Regions from separate parts of the Rattus norvegicus genome. Here region 2 is linked to region 1. A link is a contact called in public Hi-C data. All regions are on one chromosome and are shown on one strand. Each heading gives the region's core, a stretch centred on a gene start, on an enhancer-like site or on the middle of the called end of the contact. The rest is flanking DNA. Distances are from core to core; before and after follow the strand shown.

Region 1 (6,434 bases), core at 2,067-4,566:
AGAGGTAGGTGAATCCCTGAGTTCAAGGCCAGCATAGTCAGTTCCAGGACACTCTAAAGGCTACACAAGAAACCCTGGGGGGGGGGGGGGGGATGTTCATATGCTATTGTCAGAAACATCAAATGATAAAACCATTTCACTGATTCCTCAAAAACTTAAAACACAGATTACCACACAATCCAGAAATTGCATGAATGCTCATTACCTACTAGAAATGAAAGCATCTGCCACACCAAACTCCTCCCTGAAGTTGCTATATAATGCAGAGTAGTCAGACAAAAGGCAGTAAACATGAACTATTAGTACATTGAACCGTAAACATTTTTAAGCCACATGAAAGAAATTAGACTTGAAAGAGTATGTTAGCGCTGCATTTGTATGGAGTATCAGAACAGTCATATCTGCAGAGAATGAAGTTAGGGCAGGCCAGGGGTGCCGTACATCAGAAGCGGTGACACTGTGGTTTGGGAATTCTTTTTGGATGACGGAAACATTCTATCCTTAGTTCATGATGGCAACAGAACAGCTGGGAAATAGTAAAGCCTCTCAATTGTATTTGATTTAAAACTGTCTTGCCAGGCGGGCGGCACAGACCTTTAGTCCTAGTGCTGCCAAGACAGAGGCGTGGGGTCTCTGTCAGATGAACTCTGTGAGATGACGAACGGCTTGCCCTACACTAGACCCCCATTTCAAAAAATAAGGAAAAAAGAAAGAAAAAAACTATCTTGAGGCCCAGCATTTGGTGGCACCTGCCTTTAATCCTAGCACTTGGGAAGCAAAGGCAGGCAGATCTCTGTGGACTACAAAGCAAACTGGTCTACAAAGCAGTTCCGGGAATAGCCAGGGCTGTTACATGGAGAAACCCTGTCTCAAAGCAAAAAGAAAGAAAGAAGGAAAAGAAGGAAAAGAAAGAAAAGAAAGAAAAGAAAGGAAAGAAAGAAAGAGAGTGAGTGAGTGAGTGTGTGTGTGTGTGTGTGTGTGTGTGTGAAAGGAAAGGAAAAAGAAAATGAAATTTGTCTTGAAAAGCCAGGATGGTTTAGCAGTTGTTGCCCTTGCAAAGGCCTAGGTGTGAGTCCCAGAACCCACATCAGAGTGTACAATCATCCATCCAGCTCACAACTCCAGCTCCATAGCTAATGCCCTCCTCTGACCTCTACGGGTGCCAGACATACATGAAATGAACACATACGCATGTAGACAAACACCCATATTCAGTGCCTAAAAATAAATAAACAAAGAAAATAAAGAACAGTAAAACATAAGTTGGAAATGTTTTGGAAAATTTGTATATACATACACATATTTTTGTATGTATTATACATCCCTAACAGAATTAAGAAAAAATAAAGTATAACAAATGTTGCTATTAATTTTTGGATCCTGGAAAAGAAGGTTATTAGGCTGGGCATGAGAGATGGCTCAGCGGTTAAGAGCACTGACTGCTCTTCCAGAGGTCCTGAGTTCAAATCCCAGCAACCGCATGGTGGCTCACAACCATCTGTAATGGGATCTGATGCCCTCTTCTAGTGCCTCTGAAGACAGCTACAATGCACTCATATATAATAAATAAATATTAAAAAAAGTTATCGGGTTGGGGATTTAGCTCAGTGGTAGAGCACTTGCCTAGGAAGCGCAAGGCCCTGGGTTCGGTCCCCAGCTCCGCAAAAAAGAACCAAAAAAAAAAAAAAAAAAAAGTTATCACTGACAATGACTGGTACAATAGCAAATTCACCTCTTAGATCTCCCTTACATTGAAGAGCGATAGCATCAATTGATCAATCCACTGACTGATCGATCACCACAGACAGAGCTCAATCCTGAGCAAAGCAACCTGTACCTTTGTGTCTCTTGCTTTTCTTTTTTCTGGAGACAGATCTTTCCTGAGTGCTTTCCTCCTGGGCGTCCATCTCATCACTGCTGTCCAAGATGTCACTCGGCTCACCCACCCCAGAGAGAGCCTCTTCCGCAGGAACCTGGGACGCTTCCAAGCCACAGAGAGATTTTACTAGGAGAAAACAAGGAGAGAATGAAACGCACTTGGTTCCATCCAAAAATACCCATAAAGGCCCATGTATCAGCAACCATGGAGGACAGAGGCAATCTTGAAGAAAGCCAACACCTTATAATAAGAAAAGCTCAAACAAAACTGTAGCATTGTAATAACCAAAAGAAAAAGGAAAGCAATTGTCAAGCTATCTCTAAAGTAGCAGAAACTGATTCTTTCTAAGTGCTGACTTCAGTCTTGGGTTGGGGTGTGAACAATGCACCCACTGTGAATGAAAGCCGAAGCCAAGTGTACTGCCATGCACCTAGACTCCTAGGAGCATTGGCTTAAGAGAAATGGGATCCAATTTAACCCTGTCCTGCACTGGAGACATGTGACATAAACCATAAATCCAAGAGAACCAACTGCAAAAATCCTGACAGCAAGACAAGCACGGCAAAAAGAAAACGATATGCTAATGTAATGGATGTCAACTTGAAGTAAAATATGCATAATTATAAAAAATGAGAGACTGATATCAAGGCATGACAGTGGAGATTAATGACTACATGAAGTTGTGTGGGATTTTTGTTCTTGTTTTGGTCTGGTTGTTCTTTTGAGACAGGATCTCACAATGTAAACTCCTATGTAAACCGGGCTAGCCTTGAACTCAGAGAGATCCACCTGTCTCTGCCTCCCCAATGCTAAGATTAAAGGAACGCCCACCTGACCTGGTCACAAAATGGCTTTAATTCAAAGAGGAAATAAAAACATTTCGGCTCTGGAACCTGCTGATCCCCGCAACACACACCCATCCCATCCCCGATATGAGAAAGTAAACAGTGGGAAGAGCAAACACGTTCATAGCCAGATGCCAAAGGGCAGCAGGAAAAATACCCGGACACAATTCCAGGAAAATACAATACCTAATGCTGTCTTAAAAGCTTGGGCCTAAAGAGATCCACGAAAGCCTACCTTCCTGCTGAACAGCGTTGGCCACGGCTTTCTTGACCCGTCCAGACCTCACCACCGCCGGATCCGAGTTGGCATAGTCCGCCACAGTCACTGAAACAGAGCAAAGAGCCAAGGCCTCCTCAGACTCGGGGCAAAGTCTCCGCAGCCGAGTCTCGCCAAGCTGGACCCTGCTGCCCAGCCCCCCTCCGCCGCCCGGCCCCGCCCCTCGCCCACCTCGGCCAGAGCAGGCGTCGTGGGCCCGGAACTTGAGCCGCTTTCCTCTCTTGGGCATGGTGACGGTGTCCGGACGAGGCCCGCTTAGCTGGCCGGGGCCCCGGGCCATTTCTCGGCCCCGAGAGCCGGCTCCCGGAGCCGCGGGGCACTTCCACCCGGCTCCGCGGCCATCCCGCACAGAGGCTGCGGCTATCGCGAGGACTCAGGCGAGGACTCTGGGTCCCGTTGGTTGCCGACGCCTCTCTCGGGGAGCCAATCGCCTCCGGGGCCCAGTGACGTCATCACCCGGCGCCCTCGGCTGTAGCGGAGGCCAAGTTCCTAAAGGGTAGCGGGCTGCACAAGGTGGACAGGGTGTGTGTTATCGCCTTCTCGTAGGCGTTTGGTGTGTCAGACCCAGCCCTCCAAACGCGTTAATTAGAACTAACAGTTTACATCCTGGTCCACTTCAGCCTCTAGATTGCATATACTTTGTTGTCATTCCCTCCCACTTATGCCAAGTGACCCGAACGTAAATATCAAAGTGGTCGCTATAATTTTGCTTAAAAAGGCTTTGAAATTCTCCCTCCAGACCTGTGGCTAACGCCTGTAATCCCAACACAGAGGAGATGGTAGAGGGAGGATCAGAAGGTGAAGGTCATCCTCGGTTCGTAGCCAGCTGGGCTACAAGAGATGCTGCCTGAAAAAATAAACGTCTGAATTCTCAAAGTAAAAGATTCTTAAGGGCTGGAGAGTTGGCTCAGCGGTTAAGAGCACTGTCTGGTCTTCCAGAGGTCCTGAGTTCAATTCCCAGCAACCACATGGTGGCTCATAACCATCTGAAATGGGATCCGATGCCCTCTTCTGTGTGTCTAAAGACAGCTACAGTGTACTCATATAAAATAAAAAAAAAAAAAAGATTTTTAAAAGGTTTGTCCATCACCATCATTTGAGCAAATTCCAGAAGGATAGATGAGAAAATATCGTATTTCCTTTGTATTGATAGAAAAGTCCCGAGTTGTGTCCTCCTCCTTCCCCTCCTCTCCCTCTCCTCCCCCTCTCCTCCTCCTCCTTTTTTCCTTTCCGCTCCCAAAGTGTTAACGGTCCCTGGCTTAAGAAACAGTCCTTTTGACCCAGGCATCCCAACTGACTAGATCTATTCAGAGTGCCCTCTAAGATACCTCGGAGGGGTCTCCATTTTATTCTAACGTTTAATACTGTGCACAGAAGTTTATTAAGAGCAAACTACATAGCTGGTTTACTAGAATTATGAAACAGACTACCACCAGGGATCATGGAGTAAGGCTTGGATCACTTGGGAATGATAACTGAAACAACATAATTGGTTATAATCATACTCTAATTTATCTAGAATTATAACAGGAAGCAAAGGCCTAACAGACTATAATTGTTCCAAATCATTTTCCATGTATACATAATTAATGTCTGTAGTTGAGTTCAAAATACAGCTGGTCAGCACTGAGCCTTCTCATCTCACATTACCAGTAAAAAATTAATGAAGCTTTCATGCATGTAGATCTCTGCTCATGTGACACTCTTGAATACTCACACCCGGGAGTCTGGAGGGAATCAACGACGCAAGAGAAGACTCAGGCCCTATTAATAAACCACCAACTGCTTAAAAAAACATAAAGATGTTGGCTGAAATGTTCTCTCATTTTAATCCTTTAGATTGAAAAGCATGCTAGTTCCACCAAAATTTTCCTCTTTCAAATGTTGACTGAGTAAATCTTAAACAAGAGTTCTTGGAGTATTTAGCCACTTTGGAGGAACAAAGGATCCATACATCTTTTAATCCTCATTTCAATAAAAGGCAACAATGGGTGGCTAGGATGTGCTAGGATTAAAGGCATGTACCACCGCTATCTAGCCTGTGGCTGCTGTATTTAAAGACATGTAAGTGGGCTGAGGTGTCTCAGTGGGTGCTTCCCACCCAGCCTGATGACTTCTTGCCTCTACTTCAGGAAGACAGATTACAGTGCAGAGTCACAGTCAAGGCAGCCCATCCCAGTAGACCAAAATGCTAGCAGACTAGCTGTTGTGTCTGGAGTCCCTAGCCTGCAAGTGGCAAGATGAGACCAGACAGAAGACTATCTCCCAAACTCTTATATAAGACCAGTATACTATGTCACCCTTAAAATGAACGTTAATAACCTAAAATCAATATACCAAGCAAATATGGAGCCAAACAATGGTGTCTTGGAGAGACTCTGTAAGACAGAAAACAAACAGGAAGAAAGGTTACTTAATAAGTTTCCACAATGTGTCAAAGCTATGAACAGAATCTAAGAAGAATTTAACCCTGCAAGAGAATCTAGTGGCATCAGAAAGATATATTAATTAAATCTAGCTAAAAGTGCTTGTGGCTGGCCTTGTTAGCCTTATTTAAGCTATATGTTTTTTTTAATTAGTTCATTTAGTTTAATTTCATCTGCTGAATATTGCAATCAGTATACGCACAGAACCCCCAAGACCAAGTTCTCAGCACAAAGGAAAGACATTTTTTTTTTTTTTTTTTTTTGCCCCAGAGTGACAAAGGGCAAGGAATACGGGACAAAACCAGGAAATAGAGAATGAGAGAGAAGGGGAAGGATCAAGGAAGGAAGAAGGGAAAAGGATATTTGTCCCAGAGGGGACAAAGGACTCCCTCTGGATACAGGGAACAGATGTGGTCATAGAAAAAACGCAGTCTATAAAGATACAAGGAGAAACCCTGTGTTAGGATGAGGTGTTTAATTTTAACCGGATGTTTAATTAGGCGAGCCAAAAGGGACTTTCAGTTGCTGGACTTCGTTCAATACTCTGATAGCCGGACCTCAGTAGTAAGCCTCAGGAGAAGGAAATGGCCAGTGAGAATCTAGACCTTGGTGACTAGTTCTAGGAATGTAATCAAACGGGTTTTAGCAAGGCAGAGGGGAGAAGGGCAAGGCCTGCCAGAGCCATGTTTGTCATGCTGAGGCTGGCCAGCGTCTTCACTGAAGTGTTCCCAGTTAAAATAAGAACAAGAAGAGTGGCCTAGTGATGAGGCCTTAAGGCTATTGTCTGGGTTCGAACCACTTTCCTTCCCGTTAGCAAGGACTTACCTTAAGTAAGTTACTTCATCTTACTCTCTAAATATGTGAAACGGACAAAATCATGGTGCCCATTTCATAGATTTGTGATGGGTGAGTGAGAAACTGTCTGGGAAGCGTAGCTTAGTATTGGCATATGGTATGTACTCAGTAAACATCAGCTACAAGTACAAGCACAAGTACAGTATAGGGTT
Region 2 (6,311 bases), core at 183-2,682, 180 kb after region 1:
GAGGCTGCAGGGAAGAGGCAATTGTGAGCTGACTGATGGGTGTTGATCTGGAAACTCAGTTTATATCCTCCAAGACAGAAAGCAAAGGCCCTTAATCCACTGAGCCATCTCTCCCGGCTTGTTTTTTGATGCAGGATCTCATTATGCAGATAGATCAGGCTGGCCTGGAACTTGTGGAGGATTGAAGGTGTGTGCCACCACATAACTTCTACTTTCTTCCTTTTGTAAGCTGAAGAACGATGGTTCGTGTGTGATGGGATACATTTGTTAAGGCAGGAGGATCAGAAGATCAAAGTCATCTTTGGTTATATAGAGAGTTCCAGGCCAGCCTTGGCCACATTAGTCCTGTTAAAAACTACACCCAGAGACTAAGAGAGGTAGCCTATTCTGAAGGGAGGGCTCTGGATCCACTGATCCCTCCTTATACAGGGGCAAGCAGTGTTTCCATGAGCTTGGTTGCTTTCTAGATTAAAGAAATCATTGTTGTGTTCAAGTTCTACTTAGGCCCTTCTGACTTTTTACAGGGCATCCCCCGTCTTTGTATTTCACGGTTACTTAATCTCTCAGCCCCTTTGTTGCTTCCTCTGAAACAATGGGACCAGTTCCAATCTCTTTACTAAAGACTTGTACCTTCTGGTCTGCTGGAAATCTGTATATCAGAGGCATCTCGAGCTCAGCCCATTCAGGAGTGAATACATCTTCCCTGGAATGACATGCGCATGGCATAATCTGGATGCTTGTCCCAGCAACACCAACTGGTCAGGCCCTTAGTATGGCATTCCTATGGTCCCTTCCTAGTCTAGCTTTTAGTTCCTACAGTTTCGTTTCAATCTATAGATAGGGGTGTTGACTTTATTTAGGCCCTCCCTTCATTCCTTGACTGGGTTATTTCAAGATCTTTTTGCTCAAGTCCAACCCTGTATATGTGTAGACTTCTGTGCAGCACCCCCACTTTCCAATAAACAGTCTGAACTGTTGGAATGGTCAAATGCTTAAGCCCCTCACAGACTAAACAATCCCGAAAAGCATTTGCACTTTACAATGTGTCTAGGATAAACAAGTGCTCGAAGAGTTATTCTCCTCATTACTATAACTTGCGTCTATCCTTGCTGTTCTTGTGTGCAAGTTGTTTACTTGGAGAATCCTCCAATTTCAGTACTCTGCCCCTCGGGTTTTACTATGCAAATCCTTCATGGCAAAATGTATGACGTGATTGATCGATTGTACCTCTGTTCTCTCTACTGGACTGTTAACTTCTTGAGAGCAAGAATTCTGAAACTTCAGTGGTCAACTGAAGCATTAAGGATAAACATCCCAGGCAGAAGGCCCCTTGCCCCTCCCGGTTAGGGGGCGGGGCGAGACCTGGCTCGGGGTGGCAGCCGGGACTTTTTTCCTCGCCGTGGCGGCGGAGGCGCACGGCGTGGGGTAGCGGCAAGACGTCGTCGGAGGAAGGCTGAAAAAGCCCTAGGTGTTGCCGTTGCTAGTAGAAGTCGGACTTGTCGCCCGAGCTGTGCGTGTGCACAGGTTTCGGACGGAGCGGAGCTCGCTGCCGCGGTTGCGGAGCTTGCCCTGTGCTCGCCCCTGCCCACGTCGCGGTGATGGAGCCGGCCACCGCGCTGCCCCCAGGCCCGCGCCCGGCGCTGCCCCTTGGGGGCCCCGGCCCGCTGGGAGAGTTCCTGCCTCCCCCCGAGTGTCCGGTCTTCGAGCCCAGCTGGGAAGAGTTCGCGGACCCCTTCGCTTTCATCCACAAGATCCGGCCCATAGCCGAGCAGACTGGGATCTGTAAGGTGCGGCCGCCGCCGGTGAGTCAGCCAAGCACCCCGGATCCTGCTCGCGGCTGGGGGAGGGAGCGAGGACGCGCGGCCCGGGAGGCCGGAGGCGCGGGGGCGGGGAGAGGTCGTCCCGCGGGCCCAGTCAAGTTTGGGGCGGCTCGGAGGGTGGGAGATATAGCGGTGGGAGGAAGGCGCCCCGGGGGCTCGTCCCGGGTGGGATGCGGGTCGTGAGGACAACCGGCTCTGGCAGGGCGGCCGGAGGGCCAAGTCCGTGCCGCTCCGGGGGTTGGTGCGCTGCACGATCCGGCAGCAGTGAGGGCTGGAGTGGTGGCAGCCGCCGGGGTGGTCGCTGGGGAGTCCTCCCGAGCCCGGCTGAGACGCGGGCGGGGAGGCAGGGCTCTGGGCCCGCACGGCTCGGTGGCAGGTCCTCGCCTCCTTCTCGGGGTGCGGGGGTGTGTGATGGGTGGGGGTGGGGGACTTGCGAGTTGTCGTGTGAGGAGGAAAGTTTTCAATATGGCGGCGGGAGCCCCTGGTCCTTTGTGTGGTGGCGGCGTCGGCCCAGAGCTGCCCTCACCTGAGCGCCCCACCCTCCGGACCCGGGTCCCCCACCACCACCTGGTCCCTCGGCCTCCGGGAGTCCCCGGGGCGAGCTGGGGCAGGGGGCGGCCAGCGCCACTGGGGGCGGGGAGGAGCTGCGAGTCCGGTCTGGAGCGGCTGGCTGAGTGGTGGTGGGGGTGCAAGGGTGTGGGGGGGCACTTTGAGGATTGTGGGGGCAGGCCAGGAAGCGGGGGGCCCTGATGGCTTGCTCGTCCTGGCGGACGCTGCCACACAGACTTCGGGCCGGACCGCTTTGCTCCCGGGGGAGGCCTGGCTGGGGCTGAGGTGCAGAGGACGTGCTTGTAGGGGAGATGTCAGACGAGCCCTTGGGATTTCATCCCGGTCCCTAGCCTTCCCTACTCGGCCCTCCGGCGGTGGCTCTAGCGCCTCGAGCTTGGGGGGCTGTGAGGGGTAGGGTGTCCCCCGAAGACAGTCCTAACGGCTGCAACGTCCGCGGAGAGCCCGGCCCACTCCTTCCCTGTCCTCCCCCCCTCGCCCCCCCCCCCGCAGCCGGAACTGGATGCGCTGCGACACCCCAGGTTTTTCCGTCTACCTTTTGGGATGACCTGAGTCTGAGTTGGCCTAAACGACCGTTGGACCGGCCGGGACGGTTGGGAAGGTTTAACTGCCTTGCCTACCGTTTAAGAATTTTCTATCTTTCCCTGCTCTCTCACAAGTGGAAGAAGACCCTCCCCCCACCCCCGCCTTTTACCCCTTAAACTTGCTCTTTGTAATGGCATTTTGAGTTGCGGGATTGTGTACGTAGACGTTCTAGAAAAGCTGTTTTCGAGAGCCCCCTGAATAAGCCTTATCTTTCCACTACTCCTACGAAAGAAAAATTAAAACACAGACAACACATTTTAGTTGCTCTTGGACAACTTTGAGGACAGAAATGAAATGCCTTAGAAAATAACTGGCCAGGCCAGCTAGTATGGGGAAAATGTTTGGAAATAGATTCATTTCTTCTGGTGAAATGGACAGGGTCGATTGTTGTGGCTTAAAGGAAGGTTTCTGTTAGTGTAGAGGCCTGAAGAAGTTACACCCTTGCCTCGTTAGACCTAAGGTTTTAATTCTAAAACATAGACCACGTTTCAAACATTGAGCGATTTAGCTTTATTATTTAGTGTATCAGGGAAGATGAATGTGACTAATTGCATGTTTGCATTAATGGGATTTTATCCAGAAATTAGGAAACTTGACTAAGTTATTAGAAACCAAAATATAAGAGGAGTTAGGTTCCTGTGAGTTGTCCTCCATGTTGGCATTGTGGCATACTAGGACTGGGGTGAGTCCTTTTTCTTACTGTCTTTGCCTTTTATAGGGCTATTTTCTTCGAAAAATAGAGTTGCTTTGGTTAGGTTTGGCTACTCATTTCCTCATCTGGGCTAGCAGCTTAATGGCAGTCTTTAGGATTTGTGCGTTTGTTTTGCTTTTTCCCATTCTGAATGTCACACATGATGGCCACCATTTTGTATTGCGAATACTATATACCACAGCCTGAGAGGAAAGGGGTGAAGAGGAGGAAATAGTGTACACAGAACTAGTGCTGCTTTGGAACCCTCCTTTGTGTGGAGGGGACTTGCTTCCTCCTTTGTTTAACAAACTCTATGCCAGTGTGGAAGAGTTTGCCAGTATTTGCTGTTAGAACCACAAAAAAGAAAATCCAGAAGTTGTAGCTCTTGAACAGAGGGGTCCTGGAACAAAGGCTTCTTAAGAGACCATAAACAGTCTTTGTTTGGGAAGTGTTTTGTGTTAGGAAAGCTGGAACAAGTGGTTTCATATAGTTGAAATGTGGCAACAAAATAAACCTTAAAAAAAATAAGAAATATTTTCCATGGTGTAGCACTTTATAATTCCTGTATCTCTAGATTTCTGTCCATTGAGTTTTGGAACTCTAATGGCTAAATTTAAGTGATTTAGAGATTGTGGTATACTTTTAGTATGTAAGTGGTAGAATTATAACAGCCTTTCTATTTCCTTTTGTTCTTTCTTAATTAGCTTTGTGTCTTTAATTAATGGTACTTAGATAGCTTTGGTCTATACCTGTTTAATAAGTGAGGGCCGTAAGCTGCCTGGCTTGTGCAAGCTTAGGGTGTTTACATTATTTTGTGTATGAGTTAACAGAAATTTATGGAAATCCAACACAGTAACTGATAAAACGATGAGTCAAGACTACGTGCAGACCTCAGGTTTAAGGACAGTAACCAATCTTACTTCAAAAGCATGTAAGGGATAGCTAAGCTTATTTTCTGAAAGTTTTACTTGTTTTTTTATTTTCTTTAAAATGCAAGTATTTCCTCTGAGTACATAAATGTTTAAGTACAAATGCTATTTTCACTGTGTAGTATTCTGCTGCTCAGTAGATATTTTTTGAATTTCTCCAGTGTGCTAGAAATGTGTGATGGTTTTGGTACCTTCATTGCTCTCAGAAACCTTACCTGGCTGCAGTTAGGCAGAATCCACAAGATTCTCCTTCAGTAATGACCAAAATCAAACACCAAATGGCACAATCAACACTTCTTTAATTTCTAACTTCCTGTGGTTGTTTTGAATCCCCCATCTCCATCTTTCTAGCCATTACATGTAATACTGTTGTAGTGAAGTCAGCATCTTCGAGGGAACTTGTTCATTCCACTTGGAGGACAAGGAGGAACTTAAAAACACTTTGTACTAATTACCACAGTGCTTGAGGGGCAGGGGCGTGTCTCACTGTAGCTTTGGCCAAAGCCTTGAACTCACAGGTCTGCAGGGATTAAAGGTGTGTGGCACCACACCTGCGCTCGAGCGCCTCTCTCTTTCTCTCTCTCTCTCTCTCTCTCTCTCTCTCTCTCTCTCTCTCTCTCTCTTTTTGTCAAGACAGTTTTTTCTGGCTATCCTGGAACCCTCTATAGACCTGGCTGGCTTGGAACTCTGAGATCCGCCTGCTTCTACCTCTCTAGTGCTGGGATTAAAGGCGTGGCCATCACTATTCATTTCGTTTTGGTTTTACATGTGTATGTGTACATTGGCACACAGGTACACAGGATGCACTGCAGTACATTTGTGGAGGTCAGAAGACAAGTTTGTAGAACTCTGGTCATTTGGGTTCTGGGATCAAATTCATGAACTTGCTTGTTTAATTTGGAGGGCAGTAAAAGTCAAGGATGTTTGGAATACAGGAGTGGGTAGGCAGTTCACCAAAATGGTGACCTGCTTTTAGAGGGTTTAACATACATTACAGAGATATGCATGTGGACATATATAGTCAGTGTAGTTTATGTGCAATTATGGCATCGTTTCATAGACTTACCAACTTTTTTTTTTTCCGTTGTGATTGATTTTTACTTTGTTTGGCCTGTATGTGTATATATATGTGACCCTGGGCATGGCTGTTGTCCACAGAGGCCACAAGAAGGCATTGGACAGACCACCTGGAACTGACGTTAGAGAGGGGTGTGATCTTGCTTTTTGGCATGGGACCAGTGCCCTTAGTTCCGGAAGCATCGTGTGGCCACTCATTGCTGTCTTAGTGGGCTCACATTCAGCTTTCTAGAAGGAATGTGAGGGCTTAGTGTGATGCACAACAGCCCGATCTACTCAGCAGTTCCAGGCCGGGCTGCTTAGTAAGAACCCACCTAGAAACAGAACAAAAGAAGGCTGGAGAGATGTTCCTGGGTGAGCATTTGCTGCTTTTCTGGGAGACTCAGGTTTGATTCCCAGTGCCCACAGCCGTCCATATCCAGTTCCACAGGATCTGTCGCTGCCTTCTGACCTCCCCAGGTAGAGGCACCCATGTGGTGCTCACATATGCATACAGACAAATACTTAACACACGTCTTAACTATTTAAGGGATGAAGAGGAGTTGCTTCTATGATTAAGAGTTATTGGGGTTGGGGATTTGGCTCAGTGGTAGAGCGCTTGCCTAGGAAGCGCAAGGTCCTGGGTTCAGTCCCCAGCCCCGA

Evidence for each region. Hi-C and Micro-C count contacts between places; a contact is called where the count stands out from the background.
Region 2: a Hi-C map of kidney shows a contact between it and region 1, with 3 times the contacts expected there. The contact joins the promoter of Kdm5b here to the promoter of Tmem183a in region 1. A contact is called at or near these places in 3 of 12 Hi-C or Micro-C datasets (frontal cortex, hepatocytes and kidney) and 1 of 1 datasets of contacts at active chromatin or transcription factors (oligodendrocytes).

Annotation. Positions count from the first base shown.
Region 1 is chr13:48,369,032-48,375,465 of GRCr8, forward strand. Tmem183a (transmembrane protein 183A) reads right to left here and starts at 3,317. Exons shown (of 8, transcript NM_001013871.1): 1 at 3,173-3,317; 2 at 2,960-3,049; 3 at 1,838-2,005. The coding sequence starts at 3,281.
Region 2 is chr13:48,552,965-48,559,275 of GRCr8, forward strand. Kdm5b (lysine demethylase 5B) reads left to right here and starts at 1,433. Exons shown (of 27, transcript NM_001107177.1): 1 at 1,433-1,802. The coding sequence starts at 1,599. It also overlaps a transcript of Mgat4e not described here.